2 separate regions of the Hordeum vulgare genome follow, and region 1 is linked to region 2. The links are chromatin contacts, called in public Hi-C maps. All regions are on one chromosome and are shown on one strand. The core of a region is the stretch at or near the end of the contact, and the rest is flanking DNA. Distances in the headings are between cores, read along the strand shown.

Evidence for each region. Hi-C and Micro-C count contacts between places; a contact is called where the count stands out from the background.
Region 1: a contact with region 2 is called in a Hi-C map of leaf, with 4 times the contacts expected there. The contact joins the promoter of LOC123448731 here to the enhancer-like site in region 2. A contact is called at or near these places in 1 of 6 Hi-C or Micro-C datasets (leaf) and 1 of 1 datasets of contacts at active chromatin or transcription factors (embryo).

The regions. Positions count from the first base shown.
Region 1 is chr4H:400,491,943-400,498,097 of MorexV3_pseudomolecules_assembly, reverse strand. LOC123448731 (COP1-interacting protein 7-like) reads right to left here and starts at 3,234. Exons shown (of 11, transcript XM_045125718.1): 1 at 3,061-3,234; 2 at 2,139-2,293; 3 at 1,781-1,966; 4 at 1,591-1,702; 5 at 1,429-1,462; 6 at 425-459; 7 at 294-328; 8 at 58-210. The coding sequence starts at 2,209.
Region 2 is chr4H:400,214,192-400,220,065 of MorexV3_pseudomolecules_assembly, reverse strand. No RefSeq gene overlaps it. Among protein-coding and RNA genes, the nearest start is that of LOC123448729, 160 kb to the right of the region's middle. Within about 2 kb of position 2,510, at least 3 of the 3 cell types and tissues checked have open chromatin away from gene starts, as enhancers often do. A contact at or near this core is called in leaf, where this site is marked.

The sequences.
Region 1 (6,155 bases), core at 1,985-4,484, 280 kb before region 2:
TGACCTGATTGTAGGGTATAAAAAGAGGATAAGTATGTAGTGATTTTTGCGGCACACCTAAACTCTGATGTCCCAAAATGCTGAACAAAACCAGACAAATCTGATACTTCTTTATTCAACAATTTAGAGCCAACTGCTCGACTCAATAAGACCAAGATTTCTTCTTTCAGTGCTGATAGCCTCAAATCCAGTGCTCGAAGTAACTCATTCCTTCAATATTTAGTTATAGAAAATGTCAACTAATAGATGGGCAAAATAGAGTGACAAAAAAAGGAAAAAAGAAAAGGCTTTACTTTGTAGCCACTGAGGAATTTGGGCCAATATTTCCCTGAAAGTAATTTTGAGAACTAAAATGTGAGCAAACAAAACATAAAAATGCACAAAAACATAAAGCCGTCGGAGGTTTTGCACAAATGGAAATTACCTGCTGTGGTTTGCCAATGGTACTGGAGAGACCACCTGCAAATTAGAATATCATCATAAACTGAGCACTGTACCAACATAAGCCAGAATAAGACATTCTATAAAGAAATCCCTTGCCATCCATAGAAATTGCTTGTAAGTCAAAACTAAATATCCATGACGATTTAAAACAGTTACCTATACGTTTTTAGTGCACAATTTTTTTAATAGAGTACTTTCATGTGCATTGGTGCGCATGCAGAAATGTGAAGTGTGAAAATTTTCAGCAAAACCAAAGATAATATTTTAGAATATCAAAGCATTTTATACCAGACCAAATGCCCCAGGTTCGGATTTTTTTAAGTCAAAAGAAGGGTTGAACTTATTCAACTAGAGCAAATAGTATCTGCCAAAATGTGTTTGCATATATAAATAATATGTGAGGCTTTGCCATATTGTGCAAGACAGCAGAAAAAAATGATGTTTTCACGTCTTTGACAGATAGATTATTTCTAGAATTTGCAGCAGGCAGCTGAATTTCTTTTATTGATAGACAAAAAATCATGGGTACGATGGTAGGATTGGTTATATACGGACACTAGCAAGCAAAGAGGATGGACAGAGGAAAGTATGTCAAAGGCCTCAATGCGCCAACAAAGTAGTGGTCTGCTGTCTTAAAGGTATCAAAACACAATGGTTGGTTAAAGTCACCAACTAAACAGTCAAGGAACTAACTAAAGTCACCAATGAAGTACTGTGATTCGTCAACTATTTGAGTGTTAGGCTCGACAAAAAATGTGATTTCAACCAGGAAATGAGTAACAGGCTCTAAGAATAGAACTAAATCGTTATTAAGTCCACCACTCATAGCACTAAAAATGGTAAAAGTGAATCCGAAATTTGATTAGATAGGCTTCATAAAAAGGAAAACAAAGCCATATCGCATACAGCCATACACTCTGAAAGCTTGTGATGGCTTTCGTGTACAAAGAACAATGGAAGAAGCAAAACTTTCTTTGAATGTACCTGTCAGCGCACCACCCATAAGATTTTGTTGTTCCTACATAAAAGATGCATTTTGTTATTTACAGCATCTGCTGTTTTTCTAGATAAGATCAAAACTTAAATGTGCAGGCAAACTTAGCACAGAAACTTTGGTCTACTTCTTTTGGGGCAAAATAATGATACCTTGGACTGTAGATAATCATGAAACTTTCTAGTTTCCTCCAGCTGAGACATTTCCTGTAAAATTCCATTCGCCGTTTTTGATGCATCAGGCGAATTTACGATATGTAGGAATCTGGTAGGGATGTTCAATTTAGTTAAAATTACAACTGTAAGAAACAAAAGGAACTAGAAAAAGGTCAAGGTGAAATACCTCTCTAAGGTGGATTTTGTGAACCAGGTAGAGCCTTTTCCATCCCCAGACAATAACAGCTTAAAAGAGCCACTTGATGAACGTGATTGGAAATTTTTGGCATCTTCCAAGTGCAGGACTAGTTGGTCAAAAGGACCAGATGCTACTGATTCGGCGCTCTCCCCATTACAAGCAATTGCCTCATACCTGATGACGGAAAGGTTTCACAATACTGGGCGAGTCAGAACTTATATCAGAGATTGTGAATCATAAAAGACTCAATATGCCATATCCATGAAACACAGTTTTCAGCCAAATGCAGCGACGAAAATCTGAACCACACTTCATAAGCTCAATTAGCTGTGAACGAGTGTATCACCTGTTTTTGGTCAAGGACACTTGGAACACTGCAGAATCAAGCTCCACGTCGCCAGCAACTCTCCTCTCCATTTTGCCCACAACTACAAGCGCAGACCCCAACTCCTATACTACAATTTTTATAGATCGAATCAGCTCCTCGTCCACTTCAAATACCTGACAAGAGGAATATCAGCACAAACGTCACAAAGCTTGCAAAAGGGAACAGATAACAAAGAAGAGAGATAATGCGACTGCCAAGGTCACAAACGATAACATGTCAACATCTATAATAACTGATTAAATGTTCCACGCCGAAATATGCAGGTTATTTTTCAGCATGGGGGTGCCAACCAAGCATAGAGCAAACTGATTGTGCATGTATTCACCGAACCAACTCCACACCTAAGTCATTCATTCCGCTTGATTATGTTCCCACAGCAGAGACAAACTTATAGGCTTCTAGCAATTAAACAGCATGTGGTACGAGCGAAGTATGCCTCAACTTCCTTAGTTAACGCAACCAGATTCATAGATCAGAGAAGCAGAAAAACAGATACAATTCAAACCCAAAAGACAAAATTCTAGTAACATCAGTACAGATCTTTCACCTGAGCTACCAAACTAAGCACTGGACGCATTGAATCCGAAATGGACAGTGATCGGAACCGCGGGGGCTCCCGGATCCAAAAAACCACAAATCCCTCAAGGACAAAAATCCAAAGCCCTAGAGATCCAGGCAGGACCAACTCGACCACTATTCCTGGCTCCTAAAAAAAACAGAACGGAAGAAGGCGGATCCAGATTCCGGAGGCGACAGCGCCTGCTCATCGACCCACTGCCTCACGCTTCGAGCTGAAGCAAGCTAACCCCCCACCCAGGTCCGAGGAGGCCGCACCAAAAACATCCGAGAAAAACGAAGACAGAGCAGACGAATGCCTCACCAGATGGAGCGGCGGCGGCCTCCGCTTCCCGCATTCGTTCCGGCGCCGCTCCGACTGGATCGAGGAGTCGGAAGCGATGGAGAATTTTTGTTCCGCGGCTCACTCCCTTTTTTCCCTGGAGCAGTTGCAGCGAGTGGGGGAATGGACGCCAGGAAAAGGCACAACTGCGGAATGCGGGGTTTAAATGACCGAGGGCGGGTTGAGGAACTGACACTGGATGCTGCGCTTATTTACTGTCTCGCCACTGCCCTGGTGTTTTGTGTACCCGTGGAGTGCGCTAGGGGCTTTGAAAAGGAGGCCGTCGGTCGGTGGGAAGCGCCGAGAGAGTTTACCATGCTGCCCTTCCCAGCAACCAGTTAAATACCCGTGCGTTGCCACGGAATGACATATAGATTTTCCTTTATATAAGCACACATAGCCTTTTCTTCTCTTTTCTGGAGAAGTGATAAGTTCATCATCACGTCCTCTAGTCGTGCATCAGCTCCTTCTTCCATACATACTATCTATACTTGTCATCTTTTCTCTTACATTCTACCGTCGATGCCCTTTCACCATGTCGGCATCAACTCTTCATGTAACCGTTGTTTACACCCATTATCAAAGTCATAGCAGGTTGGGGATGTGGAGCCTTCATTTATATGAGGTGAGCATCATATGGCATGGCATATCACCATTCACCCATCAGTCATGTCATAAATAGTATGGGTAGGAATAGCTATATATCCGTTTGTTGCTATGGATTAAAAAAAGGATTTTCCTAACATGTGAAATAATTACCTTTACACTCCAAGACACACCCTATGTTTTGTCATGACAGTCCATCAATCTTCACAATGAAATAAAATTAAATCATAGACTCTCCGCGCCCCCACATGCCATTTTCAACTACTTCCTTTCTCCAATAATCCTCATGCTTGTCAATGTTAATGAAGCATGACCGTGTCCCTCGCAACATTTCCTTCAGAAATAATATAAGGTGGTTTGTACTTCCTTTCACTTGCCGTCGGCTTTGCCATTAGTTTGTACACAAATAAAAGACTCAAACAATGATGTAAAATAGAATTATATAGTATTTCCTAGCTATAGTATACCCAAATATAATGAGCCAACTATACTGGGCGATGTAACCGCATCGTCATTTTTGGTCGCTCATAGATAAAATATATATACTTAGAGCCAACATCACGAATCTTCTTTGCTATGTATGTAACCTCTGGTGTGAAGCTGGAGTTAGCACAAAAAAAGCGATCATGTTACCTGTTTTACGCCACAACCATTCTTCAAACAAGATTTGAAGAGTATAAGTTTGCTCTTGCAAACGGAATATAAATAAATTATAAAAAAGATAAAACATGGACAATTCACAGGTCTATAAATCAAGATTCGAATCATACCAATCATGCTAGCTACACAAACTTTGGCGTACAAGAAAGGCTTTCACAAGGAGAATTACAATAAACTGAAGGAATATAGCACCTTTGCAGTGTCCTTGTTGTTAGTTAATAAACTGAAGGAATATGCAAAAAGCAAGCAAGTTTACTATGTTTGTTAATTATGCAGAATCCAGAATTAGGAGCAGCGAGAGCTTTGTCCTATACTATTTTGCAAGGAATCTTACTTTTCTTCTAAGACACTTATTTGATTCGCACAACATATATTCCTGCAAAAATATTAAGTGCATTGTTGGGAACAGCGAGGAGATTTATTAATACAAGTTGTGATCAAATCCTTTTTGTTTAAAGCATACCTTTCTCTCGAGAAAAGAAAGCTGATCAAGCGTATGCTATGCCTGCACAACTGAAATTGATCCATTTTTTTTGGTTGCAACATATGCTAGCTAGCATAACTTGGAAAATTTATATGTAGGCCGACAGAGGAAAAATATTTCTCCTTTGTAGGACATATGATGTATTGCACTGTCCAAAAGGCACTATAAAACCCTACATCTAGTAGCAAAATATCACTTACGATCATTTAAGAACATAGAAATCAAAAGGAAACACCCAAACTACACAACGACATAAAATAAAAAGATATGAAAGAATATGTACCTTTCCTTTATAGCGGCAACAGTGTTAATAAATACTATAGTCCCGTGTTGAAACGGGATAAATATTGTTGTATTGTCTAGTACATATGGGATGCTACAAAGTTACAACCTATTTCACATCATGAACATATGGCTGCTAAAATAGTCACATTTTTTCTTTATAAAGTGGTTGATAATGATTAATTCTAGAGTATAGCTTTGCCATGTGTAATAAGAAATGATATAAGGCAGAGCAAACCTTCCATATATTTGTACAAAATGACATAAGGCAGAGAAACACACCGATGACTTTCACCAAGTAGGATTCTCACATCCAGGGCAACCCCAACAAGAGAAACGCCCTCTACCACATCCTTTTACCTGGAACTTTCCTCCATTTATCAACCACCAAATTATGAAAACATGTACTCTTTTAAGCTGATATGAAACTGGAGCTAATTTATGCACGCATATTGCCGTTCATATGTGTACGTAGGAGATCAAATTCTTCTACTCGGTTCTTCTGTTCCTTTTCTCTCTCAGATTTGACAGATTGTAGTGTTTAGATAAACTGAATATTAGGAAATCAAAACCAGAGAAACAAAAAACCGACAGAGAAGAGAACACCTAATAGCGATTTATCGAGAACTACATCTTGCTACAGTCGCACGCTTTGTGGAAGCACCCAACCACTACAAAGACCAATTCAGGAACATTTATGACACAAAGAGTAGTGAAATAAGACAGAGTACATGAAGCTAGGTGAGAAGAGAACAAGAGGTGGGAAGGATATAAAAATACCTACAGGCGCAACATGTATTGCCAAGGAGGCCAGCGGGGAGTCTGCAACGCCAGCTCCATGGCTGGGCCGAGCCAAGCCGCATCCTGGCTTGGTGCTCTCACCTCCCTCTCCCAACGCACAAACTCTTTCCCATATGTGCGTCCCCGCCGCCGGCGGTGCTCTCTCCCTTGATCCGCCACACCGGCTCCTCCTCGCCTTCATCTGTGCCACCGGCCACTGCTCGCCTATCATCCACACTGTCGTCTGCCCCACTCCCTCACTTCC
Region 2 (5,874 bases), core at 1,261-3,760:
ATCAAATCATCATCAACACGAGCGTTCTTAGGGTCCTCGATTGTAGTTGGGATCTAGATTCAACATGCAAGTTCAAATCGTGCCAGACAGACCCAAAAAAGCCCCTATTCGAAACCCTAGATCAAACAGAGCCTAACCCTAGACATCACTGACCCTCGTAGAGAATCCGCATGAGAAGATGTATCGGGCGGCGGTGTGCTCCACCGCTCGGCTCAGCCCAACACGACCTGGTTAGTCGTGTGCTCCACGAGCAATCTGCATGCTGATGTTTAAATGATACACCGCTGCGCTGCCCTCCAATCTCGCTGAGCCGGCTTTAGCACATGTCGTACGTTGCTATCATGCGATCCTTTTCTTGGATCTCGCAACATCTTCAGGTTACTTTTTGTCTATTGTGACTCCACACTAATGATGATAATGACATCAAATCTTCCTCTTATAGATCAATTTCACGAACTTCTTTAAACCTTGCTCTGATACCACGTGTTAGAATAATTTCGAGACGCAATGTCGATCTATCGAGGACCAAGGAATCAAACAAGGCATGAAACCGAGATTTGTGAACGAGGTTCATCAATATGGCTACATCCTCGGGGCCTGATTAGGGGCACTCCTCCCCGTGACATCGTTACAATACTACACCCCAATCTCTCTGGCGCCGACACACGTCGTAGGTTTCCATGCGTGTTTGTGCTATTATGTTGGCATAATTTACATCGTGTCTCTACATTCTCATTATATAAGAGACCAAGGGTACAAGTGTCCTATTAGAACACGTCTCATGCCGTGTCTAAACATAATAAAACTAAAAGTCTAATTGTAACCTACCTTCTATAGAATATTTGAAATAACTCTAATAAGAAGTCCCGCATCCATCCATGGTACACCATCCAAGAAGTTGTGTCCAAGTATTGCATCCACTTGGAGCATCTAATCGCATAGTGGCCTAGCGCTGCACAAATTACTGAGCAAGTAAGTTGATCACTAGACGAATATGCTTTAGTTTTGTTATAATTAGCGAAACATGTATTATTTTGTTGATGGTTAGAGGAATATGCACTGTCTGTATTGTTTCACTTTGTAGCCTACTCATGCTTGTGTGGTGTACAAGAAGTTGGAGAAGAAGTCATTCACCGTCATGCATTGTTGGTTGAAGTTGAATGAACAACCGAATTGGAACCTTTTCATTGCCAAGACCGTCGTCCAAGCCAACAAAGAAGAAATCAATGACCTTATCGACCCAACCCAACAACCGTCGAAGAAGGTTAGAAGAAACCTGCGGGGGAGAAGTGGGAGGAGAGGGCAAAGCGAGACGGTACGATGACAAAATATGACGGAGAAGTTCGAGGACATCTTGACGAAGGAGCAGGCATGCATGAGGCGCTCGGAGAGCAAGGAGGAGGAGAAGGCGGAGTGGTTCAAGTAGTTGATGGACGCGACACACAGGAAGCTCGCTCTCAAAGAAAGGAGGACCACGCTTGAAGAGAGGAAGGCCGCGCTCGAGAAAAAGAGGGTGAAGATCGCCACCAATGCGGAGGACGCCAATATGTTGACATTCAATGTCAACTCTTGGGATGCCACTGTAAGAGTCATCGTGCAATCTTATCAGTACCAGATGTTGGAGCGATAGAAAGATGAGTTGGTGGCGACGACGAAGTATGAGGACGCGGCAGGGAGGACGAGGTGGCTGCCTACGCAGCTGCGACGACACCTCCTTTATCGGGGAGCAACTCGGTGGGATTGTCGGTTCGACAAGGAACAAATGCACGGACTGATGTTCTTTTGGAATCGGACATATAAAAACTAAGCAAATTTGCCTTATTTTTTTGTGATGGGGCATACAATCCACATGCAAGGCACTATGTGAATCAAATCGCAGTATATTTAAATTTAAATTTACTCATAAACATAGTACTAATTAGCGTTGAATATCGTCCTCGTGCATCCGTGTTCTTGGACTCACTACCCTCTGAGCGAACGAATACAGAAGAAAATTTACATTTTTTAACACATTGCAAACGCAAATGCTTATATACATGCACATACATTCATTTCTATGAACGTATACATGCACACCTTATCCTTATAAACACCTCCGACAGACTGAGCCGACATATCATCTTATGAAGCATATTGCTGAAAATCCTAAAATAAAGTCAGAAATAATGCAAGCACGAGGTCTTGAACCATCATAAGACGAGGATACCACTATCTCTCTAACCATTCAATTATATGTTAATTTACAAAAAAATATATTTTAAATTCTGATTACTCCATCCAAAAGGTTGTACATGGGATGGGTAGAAATAAAATAAAAGCCGTCACTGCCATGATTCATGGGTCTCCGCGGAAAGGACGGGTGACACCGCGGTCAGCTTCGTAGTAACGGTATACGACCCACGAGGGCACGAGCGTAGCTCAAGGACGAGACGCCACGTTCGCCCCCCACCTGCATCCGGTTTCCGCCACCCCGTCTACCCGGCCCACGTGCCGCCCGCCAGTTTCCTTCCGAAGCACGTCCACCTCGCACCGCACGGTCCCATGTGCCTGCCGCCCAACCGCACCCCAGGGGTCGGGTACCGTAGGAGTTGGCTTTGCCAAAAGTCTCTGTCGGTCCTGCCTCGTGAAATTCTTTCTGGTTGTAAATGTTGGTCCGTGTGGTCTCACCTGCCTGTCTGTGGTACCACAGTGATTGCGTGGGTTAACTTCCCTGACCCCGCTTCAACGTACCGCCACTACATAGTACTGATGTTAACGTGGCCTAGCCCGATTAGTATCGTCTGCCAGCACAAAATCACACTCCACGAACCGCAATAACGCCGAGCCGGGGCTGAGGAGGCTGTTGGGTGTGCAGTGTACATCGACGGCGTCATGCCCGGCCCGTGACGTTTTCTTAGGCTAGGCGCACTAAAACGGACTTTCTAGCATTCCACCTCGACCGATTGATCGTCACAGACCGTGACTCGCTAGATCACGACAGGACACCTTGCGAACAACACAACGTTGCTAGAGAAGTCAAGGGTGTGTTGGTAGTACGCAAAGGCAAACAAGAACCTGCAGGCAGCCATAGGAAATCCACCGTCGGGAGTCGGGCGTGAACTCGGCGGGCCGTGCGGTGCCATAGGAAATCCACCGGCGGGAGTCGGGCGTGAACTGGGCGGGTCGTGCGCACCGCACGGCCGCACATGCCATGTTTCGCTCTTTGCTTAGGCGCATCCACCGCAGGGTGGCGGGTTTTATATGGAAATAGACAGGCGTCGTTCCCGTTGGCAGATGAATCTTTCTTCAGACAATTTTTTTCGTGGAGCGAATATCTTTACTGCAGTACGTACTTCGGACGGCTCAATGCTCATGCCCTCCAGCTCCAGGGTCGATTTTATCTTTACTGTGTTGTTTATTATTTCTTCCATACAATATGGTCGAGTGGTCCTACGGCCCCGGCTAGATAGACGCTCTTGTCTTGCCTTGGCTTAAATATTCCATCAAATCAAATTTAAGAATGGCATCTCATACGATTGTCCACGCATCATGCACGTGCCCTCAAAAGAAAGAACAGGTGTGAATCACTCGGACTCAGACGCTCCGTTTGGATGTTGTATTGAGGGCCATATTTTAACTTTGGCACTCGGTAGCGTGAATATCGTTGTTTGGTTGCACAAGACATTCAATCGTGGAATCGATATCCATGTCTTGAATATTTGGCATTCGAGCCAATTCAGTGCCAAAACCTTCAATGTCTACATCCAAACAAAACGTAGAGTTATTCCTTCCTCCAGTTTTCAGCTAACGGTGTCGAATATCATATGGAAAGACATTTTTGGCGCATCTTAAATTTCAACCAACACATCTTTTTCTTGGAAAATTCTATATAGAAGCGCTGCACGATGGACATCCCGCGGCTTGGTTGTTCACTTTTGGCATGCATGCATACATGATGTCATCAGATTCGTTTTATATGATCGAAATTAAAAAACTTTTATCTCTTAAACCGTTAAATCGGTCGATGATCCGTTTTCGCCGTTGACTTTGTTTCGACGAAATCTTCAAAACTAGATCCATGTTGATATGTTTCGAGAACTTTTTTTTCCTCGTACTTACCACATTTGTTGCACTTACTTGTCATATTAATAAGTATTTACTTGTCTGATAAAAAATAACTTAATCACCAAATTTTTAAAAGACGTCTTGACATAATTAAAATGGCAAGTACAAATAATTTTTTTAGACGATTACACGTAAGATATGACAACTCAACATATTTAAAACCGGTGACCACAAAAAAATCTTTTTTGTCATCGTTTGTAAATATGACAACTCGGCATAGTTAAACTAGCATCTTGACAACTAAGTTTTTATAAAATTGGCAACTATGCAATTTTAAACTACTAGTAGTAGTACTAGTACTAACCAGATGCATTTAGCTAGTGAATAAGGTCTGCCAACACATGTCTTTGTGTGTAACACCTTTTCTACGTATTTTCTGTGTGACGCTTTGTATGCAATGTATATTTTTGTGATGTCATCTGCATATTTTTCTAGCCCATGTTGCTATATGTTGAAATATGGATACATACGACACATTGTTCACATCGAGAAAAAAATGGCAGTTAAGTTATTTTTTTCGGGCAAGTAAGTGGCTAATAATACAACAAGTAAGTCTAAAAATGTGGCAATTATGGATGAAGAAAAAAAGTTCTCGAAACATGTCGACATGGGGTCTAGTTTTGAAGATCTCGTCGCGATAAAGTCAACGATGAAAACGGATCGTCAATTAAATTAACGGTTTTAGAGATAAAACTTTTTAAATTTCAAGGCAATAGAAAGAATCTTAGTGACGTCATTGCATGCATGCATGGTAGGGAGAAGAAATTAACCGTCGCATCGGAAGCCTCACATGCGACGCCGCTGTATAGTTAAGTCCCTTTTTCTTTTCTTCTCACGCATACGAGTTGGACCCACTTGTCATCTTTCTTTACACACGTGACGCTCCGCGTCGGAGCCCGGCCTTCGAGCCGGCTCCTTTGGCATTTTCATTAAATTAACTAGATCTAACCCCGGCTAGAACTTTTTTAGACATGACCCTTTTTCTTACCGCCACGGAGCACGACGATAGGAGTGGATAGCTTATCGTCAGGGTCCCCGGCGATAGCTGACTAATCCACGTCACCAACCAATTGATGGACACCGTGAGCTCCGCTCGACCCTACCGCCACACGGGCTGGCGGTAGGGTATTGACACATATAAGGCGGGCGGGCCGGTTCGCCCTCCCCATCTCCACCCACCCCACCCCACGGCGGCTGCAAGAACATAAACTCCCTTCCTCTCTCATCCTCTCCACTCTTCCTGAAAGTGTTAGTTATCAACTAGAAGGGGGTGAATAGGCGATTTTTATGAAAATCTTTGAAACAGTAAATGTATTCAAAGTTAAACGGAAGCGATACAGGATCAGTTTGGGATAAGTATCAAGGATCTATGCAAAACATGTAATACTATGAAGACATTCAATCATGCAAAGTACAGTTATCATGCACACTAAGATATATCACAAATAAACTTAGGAAATGTGAAGATAAACAACAGTTGGGAATGTCTTCGACGAATGTCTTCAGGAGAGATGATCAGGCAATGGCTTCATAGTACAGTAAGTAAGGAGTGTGAAGGATAGAACAAGTAGCTTGACAAAGACACATGATTTGTTGGACCAGTTCCATTTGTTGTGAAAAATGTACGTCTGATTGGGGAGGCTTAGGCCTCGTCTTCACTTTGATCCCCTTGAGCCGAAGTCTATGAGACAACACCCAATTACTCAGGTAAGTCTTCAAGGGAGACTTCTGAAACCCGTACAAACTTGTTCACCCGTCAATCCACAATGA